Regions from separate parts of the Mus musculus genome. Here region 2 is linked to region 1. Evidence: chromatin contacts called from public HiChIP or PLAC-seq data. All regions are on one chromosome and are shown on one strand. Each heading gives the region's core, a stretch centred on a gene start, on an enhancer-like site or on the middle of the called end of the contact. The rest is flanking DNA. Distances are from core to core; before and after follow the strand shown.

Evidence for each region. HiChIP or PLAC-seq counts read pairs in DNA pulled down with a chosen protein or histone mark.
Region 2: an H3K27ac HiChIP or PLAC-seq map of double positive thymocytes shows a contact between it and region 1, with 6 times the contacts expected there. The contact joins two enhancer-like sites. A contact is called at or near these places in 3 of 15 datasets of contacts at CTCF or cohesin (the NIH/3T3 cell line, embryonic stem cells and large pre-B cells), 17 of 484 Hi-C or Micro-C datasets (the 3T3-L1 cell line, 3T3-L1-derived adipocytes, the C2C12 cell line and 9 more), 20 of 115 datasets of contacts at active chromatin or transcription factors (CD8 T cells, the NIH/3T3 cell line, T-cell acute lymphoblastic leukemia and 14 more) and 2 of 9 other capture datasets (adipose tissue and embryonic stem cells).

The regions. Positions count from the first base shown.
Region 1 is chr8:25,688,695-25,693,696 of GRCm38.p6, forward strand. Nsd3 (nuclear receptor binding SET domain protein 3) reads left to right here. Exons shown (of 23, transcript NM_001081269.2): 14 at 2,321-2,467. Among named protein-coding and RNA genes, the nearest start is that of Plpp5, 29 kb to the right of the region's middle. Within about 2 kb of position 2,202, at least 13 of the 459 cell types and tissues checked have an H3K27ac peak or open chromatin away from gene starts, as enhancers often do. A contact at or near this core is called in T-cell acute lymphoblastic leukemia and double positive thymocytes, where this site is marked.
Region 2 is chr8:25,270,429-25,276,042 of GRCm38.p6, forward strand. Gm39145 (a long non-coding RNA gene) reads left to right here and starts at 618. Exons shown (of 3, transcript XR_001778746.1): 1 at 618-961; 2 at 4,013-4,155. Within about 2 kb of position 4,098, at least 233 of the 459 cell types and tissues checked have an H3K27ac peak or open chromatin away from gene starts, as enhancers often do. A contact at or near this core is called in T-cell acute lymphoblastic leukemia and double positive thymocytes, where this site is marked.

The sequences.
Region 1 (5,002 bases), core at 952-3,451:
GAAACACCACAGAAAATAGTGAGATGTCTTTCAGCGCAATTTATATTCCTTAAACTTTCATGCTTCTTGAGTACTATATAAAAGAAAGAACTTAACGTCCTAAGTCTTACTTTGTAATGGAAATGATAGGTTAGGTTATCTTTTTATTTTAATAGTGGTAATAGAAGTTTCTTTTGCATATGCATATAGCACACTCTAATAGACAATTTGAAATAATCGCCACCGTTGCTGTAGGAGTCGTCTTTCCTGGTCTGTGTGAGCAAGAACACTAAAACCCAGGCTGAGTTATTTTCCTAATGACACAGACTGGCGAGTGGGGAGATTCTACTTGACCTTCTTCATTTTTGCTTTTTATAATCATGTGGTAGAATTTATAACAAATGTATAGTAGAGTTTTAAAATATATTTTATTTACAGATAGATAACTTTACGGATAGTTTAAATAGCTAATAAGCCACTCAAAGCCTTTTATTTTATTCTCTCATAAATTACATCTCATTCACAGTTTTCCCTCCCTCCCTCTTCACCTTCCAGGCCCTCCTCCCTCTCTCTCTCCTCCAGATCCATTCCTCCTTTTCCCTTCAGAAAGTTGCAGGCCTCTCAGGGATATCAACCACACATGACATATCAAGTTGCAGTAAGACTAGGTACCTCCCCTCATATTAAGGCTGCACGAAGCGACACAGTAGGAGGACAAGGGTCCCAAAAGTAGGCAAAGGGTCACTGTTAGGAGTCCTACAAGAAGACCAAGCTATACAACTGTAACATACATACATACATACATACATACATACATACATACAGGCATGCGTGCGTAATTGTCAGTTTAGTGTCTGGGAGTCCCTGGGAGCCCTGGTAGTTGATTCAGTGGATAGTTTTCTTGTGATGTCCTTGACCTCTCTGGCGCCTACACTCAGCCTTCCCCATCTTCCATGGGGTTCCCTGAGCTGCACTTAGCGTCTGGCTCTGGGTCTCTACATCTGCTCCCATCAGTTGTTGGACGAAGCCTCTCTGATGACAATTATTCTAGGACTTGTTTTTCTTGTTCTAGGTCTCCAGGCTGCCCAGCCTCTGGCTCCTGGTCCTCCAGGCAGTGTCCATCATGGCCTCCCTCTCTTGGCGTGGGTCTCAAGTTGGACCAGTCATTGGTTGGCCACTTCAACAATTTCTGCGCCAGACTTTTCTCATTTTAAAAATCTCTTTTCATTCATTCATTTTTTAAATACCACCTCTTTTTACTAAATGAATAAAATATTTTGACATTACATAACTTTTCTTAACAAGATTCCTGTGTGAGTGGCAGTGTTGAATTCCATTCTGTCACTTTGTTCAGACCTATCATCTGTCCATCTGTCCTTCCATCCTTCCTTCTTTCCTTCTTCCTTCTTTCCTTCTTCCCTTCTTTCCATCCTTCCCCTTCCCCCCTCCTCCTCTCCCCTCCCCTTCCCCCTCCTCCTCTCCCCCTTCCCCTCCCCTTCCCCCTCCTCCTCTCACCCTTCCCCTCCCCTTCCCCCTCCTCCTCTCCCCCTTCCCCTCCCCTTCCCCCTCCCCCTTCCGCCCCCCTCCCCTTCCTTCTCTTCCCCTCCTTCCCCTTCCTCCCCTTCTTCCCCTTCCCCTTCTTCCCCTTCTTCCCCTTCCTTCCTTCCTTCCTTCCTTCCTTCCTTCCTTCCTTCCTTCCTATTTGTTTTTCAAGACAGGGTTTCTCTGTGTAACAGAGCCCTGGATGTACTGGACTTGCTTGGATTCACCTGCCTCTGCCTCCCAAGAACTGGGACTAAAGGTGTGCATCACCATGCCCAGTCTAGTTTAGACATTTCTTGACCCCATCTCAGTGCAGAGCAGCATCAAATGCAGATTGCACCCAAAGGAAAAGTGAGCGGTGATCCTCCCAAACCACAACTCTTCCTTCTCAGAGTGGTCCCTGTGTGACACTGTCGTGACTTACAGACTAATAACCAATGGAGTAATTAACACTAAAACAGCAGCGCCCTGGGCAGACAGTGGATTGTGCATTGTGGATGTACCTGGAGGTATTGGGGCCAGTGCTACAGTGAATCTTGTGTTTCCTTCCAAATAGGACAGATGGATATGTAGGCGGGTCATAGTAGCTTTTTAGAACATTTAAGGTGGTAAGCACTTCCTGTGACAGCATAAAGAGATCTAAACTGGTTTGCACTCCCTGGGGGAAGTCAGGGAAGTAGGGCTGCCTCACTCCCATTGCCAACTGTAAGGCGTGGTCACATAGAGGTGCTGAGTTTTCCCCTCATGGAATCATGGGTAGTTTCATGGCAGCTCATCTCTTTCTGTTTGTTTCATATAGGGCTGATAGTTCAGGACCATTCAGACCCCATGTTCAGTTCCTATGCCTATAAATCCCACTACCTACTGAGTGAATCAAACCGTGCTGAGTTGATGAAATTACCTATGATTCCTTCTTCGTCAGCTTCCAAAAAGAGATGTGAGAAAGGTAATCGTGACTAAATAGTTTATCTCGTGTTTAATCTCTGCATTTTCCGTTTCTCTCTTTAAGTGGAGGGGGGTAGGGGGTATGCCTGCCAAGCACTGCCTGTTGCTTTTGGTAGGTCCTGCCTTTGTGGTTATGACTCTGTCTTCATATGGCTATGGAATTACTAAAAAGGCTTAAAACAATTCTATCATCACAGATTTTTATTTTTCTCCCTGAATCAATTCTCAGCATTCAAAGATGTAACAATCACGGTTCATTCCTAATATACCATGTATGCATATCAAAAAATAGGTTTTTATTAGTGTTTTAAAATACAAGGTTTTTAAAATACAAAGACTAGAATTTTATATAACATAAAAGACTTCCTCATTTGTTTGAGGTAGAACTGTCATTCATGTTAAACTAGAATAGCCACGATACAGTTTTTTTCTCCTCGTAAGCTAAGCAACCAGAAAGGCCACTTAAAAAAGAATGACAAGCAGATACTGGAAAAGATTGTTTCTAGAACATCTTCTATGATTTTATTTCTTAAATATTTAGTTAAGATGCAATGAAAACAAATGCCCTTCCCGTAGGAGGGAAGCTGGGGTTCAGGGCTACCCCAAATACTGGAGGGTGAAAGGTAGCCCAGCCAGAGGACTGATGAATAGTTTATTCATAAAGAAATGAGCTAAATTTATGTTCACATTCTCTCAAGCAGTGTCATTCCTGAAAGAAAACTCTTAGCCGTGCTTAACTTGCCATAGCCTGCTTGCAATAAGGGGAAAGTGGCTTCATGTTTGATTTGGGGGATTATTATCTCAGAGGAAGCGTCAGTGAGCTTAGAAGGTATGGATAGACCTTTTGCTCAATATATTCTTATTATAGTCCAAGTTCAGAACTGATAAAGAAAAAAAAAATCACCGTTCATTCCTAATGTACCATGTATGCATATCAAAAAATAGGTTTTTATTAGTATTTGTTATCTGTGCGGCCTCTTTGATCTGTCCTTGCTCTTGTTGGCCCAAGTAGCAACTAATAGAAGCGCTATCTGGCAAGGTGACTAGAGCCACCAGGAGTCCTGAGAGACTGGCCTGCGGTTGGGTTGTATGCTTTCTGCTCAGGTCAGCCTCCAGTGCCTTATTAGTGATGTCCTAAGCTTCCTTAAGGTGGGCAGGGGCCTGCATTACTCCTCAACAAGATAGAATTAGTCTGTTAGTACATTTATAAAATTAGATTAACTCAGCTGTTGTTTTGTTTCCAGCATTAACATTGACATCAACTGGAACTATTTTGAAACCTCTACTTAGCTTGAATGATATATTTCCTCTCTTGTATCTGGAAAACAGTTTGATTTTTTTTTTTCTGGTTTGTTGGTTTGGTTTTTTTTTGTTTTGTTTTGTTTTGTTTTTGCATAGCACAAGGTAGACCATTCATGTTTCATTTTCTTCTTTATCTTTCTATATTTTGAACATTTCTGTCATGACAGATTTCACTGATTCTGGCTCTGTATTTCCTCTGAAATAAGACTGAACATTTACAACCATTTACATTAACACTAAACATGACCTTCCCAACTTCCACAGTGGTGTTAATAATAACATATCCTCTAAGGCTGTCTGCAAGACAGGCCTGCCTCTTGATCAGTGGGTTCCAGTGGACTTAAAAACCCTATGCAGAGCCTGGCGGTGGCCGCGCACACCTTTAATTCCAGCACTCCCAAGGCAGAGGCAAGAGGATCTCTGAGTTGGAGGCTAGCCTGGTCTACAGGGCTAGTTCCAGGATAGCCAGGGGAACACAAAGAAACACTGTCTTGAAACAAAACAAAACCCTTAAAACATCCAAGCAGCTGGAAAATTGAACCAGTTAATCCCACTGATAACCTGTAGTCAAGGGGAACTGCTAATGTGAAGGCTGGCAGAGGAAATACAGTTCTCTGGTCCATCGTGGGGGGTTTAGGTTTCCTTTTCATGTAACAGTTGAGGTTTGAAGGTGCAAGAAGACAAGATTTCTGGAAATCTTTAAAAGGTTAGAGCATGCGATTTGGTCAAGTTATATAGAAGGCGCTGAATCTTTTGCCTGTGAGACTTTAAATCTCTTGTTGGTTGTAGAACGGACTAGTCAGGGGAAGTGTCCTTTGTCTTCAGTGGTGAGCTTTCTTACTTGTGCTTGTACGAGAGACCCCTGTCCCCTACCCGCTCATTTTGATTTGTCGGCATTCGAAGCGTTACTGTTTGTTGCACCTGTTTTGGTTTCAAAGAGAGGGCTTACTAGAAACCCGAAAGGACAAGCTTGCACATAGTACTTCATTCTGCACTGACAATTACGGGGTTTTGTGCTATAAAGCAGTGCTTCTCAAAACTGAGTCAGAAAAAAAACAAAACAAAAACAAAAGAAAGAAAAAATTCTAAGCATTTTTGGAAATTAAGAGAATTACACCTTCATACAATATAGAGCTATATGAGTTTATATTTGGCTATAACTTTAACTGTTCAACATGCTAATACTTTCTTTGCTTTTGGATCATAGTCTCTAGTAGTTATGTATTTCTTTGGT
Region 2 (5,614 bases), core at 2,848-5,347, 420 kb before region 1:
TCACCACCACCACAGTCATAACCAAGGTTTTGGCATCCTTCAGATGTCCTGGATCCTGCTGATTGCTACTTGGTTTTTGCAACAAGCTGTTCCCTGAACCGCCATTGTCTCTGGTTTCCTTCAGGCCTGCTTAGTTCCTGTCTGTCCCTCTGTATGACCCAGGGCTGCATATGTCTCCCCTCCCCTGACTTTTCTGTCAGTGTTGAATCATCCCTGGTGACCCTGTAAACAGTGACAATCTCTGTTGGAACAGTCACATCAGTTTCTCCACTCCTACCATCCCCCTCCCCACCCACACACCATAGGATCACTGAGGCCCCACTCTCTATAGCCTTAGCTACACAGGCTAAGATTCTCAACAGATGATGATTGGTGGTAGAGACTGGGTCAAGCTTACTACCCTTAGAAAAGAACTCTGAACTCCGAGAGGCCTGTTAAGACTCTACCCATTAGGAAATGACCTAAGTCTATCACTGCCGCAGGAAGACATTTAAACCTACTCACTGTCACGTTCTCCACCGTGTGATCTGTCATGTTACCCTGGGGCAGGGGCTGTACTTATGGGAAGTGCACTTGAAGTCTCAGCCTAGGGGTCAGCTCATGTCTGTCACCAGCTAGCTGTGTGTGGCCATCCAATGTCACAATGAAGTTCTAATCCCCACTTCATTAGGGCAACAAAGAGGCTGAGCAGCTGAGCTCTCACATTCCTTTTTTAGTTATTTATTTATTTATTCATTCATTCCCTTCCTTCCTTCCTTCCTTTTCCCAGTGCTGGGAATAGAACTTCAGGCCTTGTGTATGTTGATTAAGTGCTCCACCACTGAGCTATGATTCCGGCCCTGAGGGTCCTTGTTCTGATATCTTGTGGTTTAGAGTACACAGAGCTATGACTCTACCGGATACATCGTGACATCTACATCAACTTGCTCATCAAAACAAGACCTGTACAGAGACACACTGTGTGAGTACCATCAAAATGATCACAGCAGTGTGATCCGGCGGCTGGAAGATGGTCGGAGAGGATATTTCTACTGACTTTTCAGTCTTTGGGAAGTCCTACTGGGAACTCTGGGCATATAACTCAGCTGGCAAAGGAGCCAGTTTGATCCTCTGCACTGAGTGTGGGGTGATACATGCCCGTAATCCCGGTTTGGAAGGGGACGGGGGAGGGAGGGTATTCATTTTGAAATTCAGATCCTCAGAGTCCCTCTGTGTTACCCATTGACTGAGACTTCAAGGTCAGAAGGAGCTCAGCAAAGAGTTGAGCTATTCTGTGAGAACACTGTAGCAACAGTTGACTGACTGCTTGATGGGACATGGGTGACAAGCCCCAGTGAGCCCTGCAAACTGGATAAGGCTCTGAGCAGGCACTATAGGAAAATTTCTGCTGTCTCATTAACTTCCCCCCTATTATCAGAAACTCACACGCTTGTACAAAGCCAAATTTCTATTTCAAGTATCTATCTATAGCTATATGTCTGTCTGTCTGTCTATGGGACCTTCGTATCTATGGGTTCCATATATAAGGATCCAAACAAATGCTGGTGGTAAGACCATTTTCCATCTCTATGGATCATGTTATGGTCTTTGTGCGTCATAATCTCCTAAACAAGGCAGTCTAACAATTAGACTCAGCATTCGCTCTGTATTAGGGACCTTAAGTGCAGATGATTTGAAGCACATGGAGGGATAAGCATAGACTAGATGCAACCCTGGTCTGAGCATCTGCAGTCTGGCCATCTCTGGGGAAGTCCTAGAAACAATGCCACAGATGCTGGAGATGGCTGCAAACTCAGCCACACGAACCAACAGCATAGAAAGCAGGCTTTCCTTTCCCTGTCACAGACACTCAATCTACCCGAGAGCCCTGTCAACTCCTCCCTCAGACGAAGTCTCATCATCACCCCTCAAAGAAAACAGATCATACCTGGTATTTCATCAGAGCCAAAGCAAGAGGCCTCCAGTGGGCCCAATTTCTGTTCCTGCTTTCAGTCATACAGCAAGCAGAACAACCCACCTTCTGTAGTTTAAACCCCAATGGCTTCCCAGTGTTAGTGTGGGATCCTTCAAACATCCCATGGCAGCTAGACTTGCCTACGCCCTCTAGCCTTGCCTGCCACAATACGCCCAGTTCCTTGATGCTTCTTTGTCTTCAAGAAGGAAATCCTTGTTTTTCCTCTCAGGTCTTTGGGGACCTTAACCAATGGTACAGATTGGTCATATATACCACGCACGTCTCCAGGAACTCAAGCAAACAACAAAAAGACACTAAAAAACTGTTACATAAAATATGTCCTCTGTTCCTAACCATGACAAATTCTTCCTAATGACAAAACTGAAAAGCCTGTGCTCAACACATGTGAGCAAAATAGAACAACTGAATCCAATTATTACTGTGCATGTCTGAGTGTTCTGGGTTTTTGTTAGTGAAACTTGAATAGGAACTTAAACAGAGACATGCATTATTTATAACAAAGTATACATTTATTGTACAGAGATACTTTCAATTAAGAAAAATCACGACTATGGTCACCATCAAGTAATTTACGTTCTATTAAGGTGAGCTATAAGGAAGGGTTTTAAATGCTATTGTCTCAACGTGTACAGAACTTAAGCATATTATTACTTAAAATATAACAACTGTAAATTAGAAGTTAAAATGGTTTTTATGTATGTTTTCAAAAGAAGTTACTTTATTCAAGTGTTCAATATTATTTATTTTTTGTGATTAAAAAATCTTTATTTATTTTAATTTTATAGATATATGTGTTTTGTCTACATGTAATCCTGTGTACAACATGTGCACCTGATGACCACAGGGGCTAGAAGAGGACATCAAAGCTTTTAGATCTGGAGTTATAGAGAGTTGGCCACCATATGGGTGCTGGGTGCTGGGTGCTGGGTGCTGGGTGCTGGACCCAGGTCCTCTGCAGGAGCAGCCAGTCCTCTCCAGACCAACATTTAGACTCTTCATGGGCTGCCTCCAGATTCAAGTGGTGCATCAGCAAAGCCAGGCCCTCTCAGCACTCTACAAACCAATCCGAATCCCTTTCAAAATTATTTATAATTACATAAATTCATATTCAATGTGTGGTGTGAATTTTTATAATGATTATTTGAAAAAACAATTTGAAAATTCAACTAAATTATATTTTAAAACTTGAGGATTCAACTAAATTATATAAAACAGTTCCTTTTTTAAAAAAGGGGATTTATTTATTTTATTTATATGAGTATACTGTAGCTGTCTTCAGACACACCAGACGAGTGCATTGGATTACATTACAGATGGTTGTGAGCCACCATGTGGTTGCTGGGAATTGAACTCTGGACTTTGGAAGAGCAGCAGTCAGTGAGTGCTCTTAACCTCTGAGCCATCTCTCCAGCCCTATAAAACAGTTCTTTTGTGTTTTTGTTGTTTGCTTGTTTGTTTTTCCTAAGAATTGAACCTGGGCCTCATTTATGCTACATATATACTAATTTAAGCTACATCCCTTAATGTCCTCAGCTTTAGTGTTCTGTAACCATCTGGCTCTTGGGGGGCTGTTTGGTTGTTTGGTTGGTTTTGGTTTGGCTTTAGTTTTGGTTTTAGTTTTTCGAGACAGAGTTTCTCTGTGTAGTACTGGAACCTACTTTGTAGACCAGGCTAGCCTCAAGCTCAGACATCTTGCCTCTGCCTCCCCAGTGCCTGGACCAAACGTCTGCATAGACCACCATTACCCAGTTCCAGATGGCCGAGAAGATAAAGGATTGACGTGTTTCAAGTATTCGACCGGTTACAAATTGTTTCAAAACGTTCCTCATTCTGTGTACGTGGCTGCAGATACTCCTTTAACCCCTGGGCATCTGCGGAGCGTGAACAGGGAGGATGGCCAGAACTCCAGGACATCACCCTTTGTTCAGCCCACTGCATAGATGTTATCTGAGAAGGAGCCCTGGGTGCATTAATCTGTTTGTCCTCTTACCCAAGCGCGTCAGCCATGTGACCCTGTGTTTGTCTCAACTTTGGCAGACCACAACCCACAACAGTGACGCATGCGGATGAGGTGGTAGAGAAGCATCTGCCTGGAGTCTGAACAAGATGAGTAAACACCGATGCCTGTGAGCCTCCGAATCCCACGGCCCAGGGTGTGGCCTCTATGGCCTTGGCCAAAGGTAACTCAGTAAGGTCAGCCTCTCCTCTCGCCAAGGACTTCTTTGCTGCCAGACCTTCCGAGCCTACTCAGAACACCTGAGAATGATGCCCACCTCCCCACCCCCAATTGTCTGTATCCTGTGGCTTTCTGTGTGGTTTAAAACAGTCAGCCCACCCTGTATCTCATTAGGGTTTGTTTTGAAGCAGGATCTCAAACTAGAGACCCTTCTGGCTCCCAGCACGAGGTGTCAGGACCACAGGCAGGAGCTACTGTAGACGTGCCAGTGTGTATTATGCACCGCTCGCTCCTACCTTTCTTTACCCGCCACACTTTCTGCCATATTCACAGGGTGTTAGGAGCCTTTTGGCAATGATCAGACACTCGTGACCATAACATTTCAGGGCTGCAAATGACCCAGGCCTTTGTGCTTGCTCACTGCCTACTCCCTCGAGAGGTCCCGAGGACCACTGATGCAGAGGTGCCTCATTAGTCACTGGGAGCCAGTAGACCAGCTGGAACTGAAAACAGACTCTTCCAAGAAAAGCCTGGGTTTTCCCCTTAGGCGTGCTGGGGTGCAGAGGAGGCCCACAGGACCTAGCGACCGCCTTAGCATTCCAGCCCGCTGGACAGGCACGCATTTCTTCCTCAAGAGGGCGCCGGCTGCCTGCGTCTAAGCTGTTGGCAAATGGATTCAGAGGACGGGAGTGACCTCTGGCCCAAGCACAGGGTTTCAAAAGCACCGGGGACATTCCAGCCACATCAAGATTGGGATACCAGTTCCGTAGATCCCATAAGTTCCGTGTTTCTGGACAGTTGAGGACTCTTTGCTTTAGCATCTTTCAGGAAGTTGAGACCTTTTCAGCCTCTGCGCGGTCGGCGTTTTGGACTTAGATGAGGAGGGGATCCTTTTCGGAGGAGCACAGCAGCCTCGCCCTGCACCCCGACAAGGACGTGCCAGGGCTCACCCCGCCTCTCCTTCAACGCTAGGATGGGTGGAGATCCGTCGTCCAGTGATGTAAGGGAGACTCTTGTGGCCCTCAAAAACTCGGAAACCAAGCTGGAAGGCTATTTCTGAGCATACCCCAGACCCAAGACAGAATTCGTGAATGTTCTACACAGGATATCACGATTTCTGTCCTGTAAACTTTTCTTCCAGGGAATTTTTTTTTCTCTTATTTGTTTTATCATCTCCAAATGGTGATCGTTTGAGAATTATGTGGTGTTTATCCTCCTGGCTATAAACTCTAAACCAGTGCAGGGGCTCCACCCCCCACTCCACCCCCCCCAGCCTGCATAGTTCCTATTTCTCAGGAGCCATTTATCTCCCTTTTATTGTTGTTTTCTTCATTGGCTTCCCCCTCAGCCAGACAGGCTTAATAACTGGCAGTCATCACGTACAGCAGAGTGGTGGCAGCCACCCCCGCAAAGGGGACCCAGTCGTTTCCCAGAGCCAGAATGCTCTGTAGCCACGGCCTCTA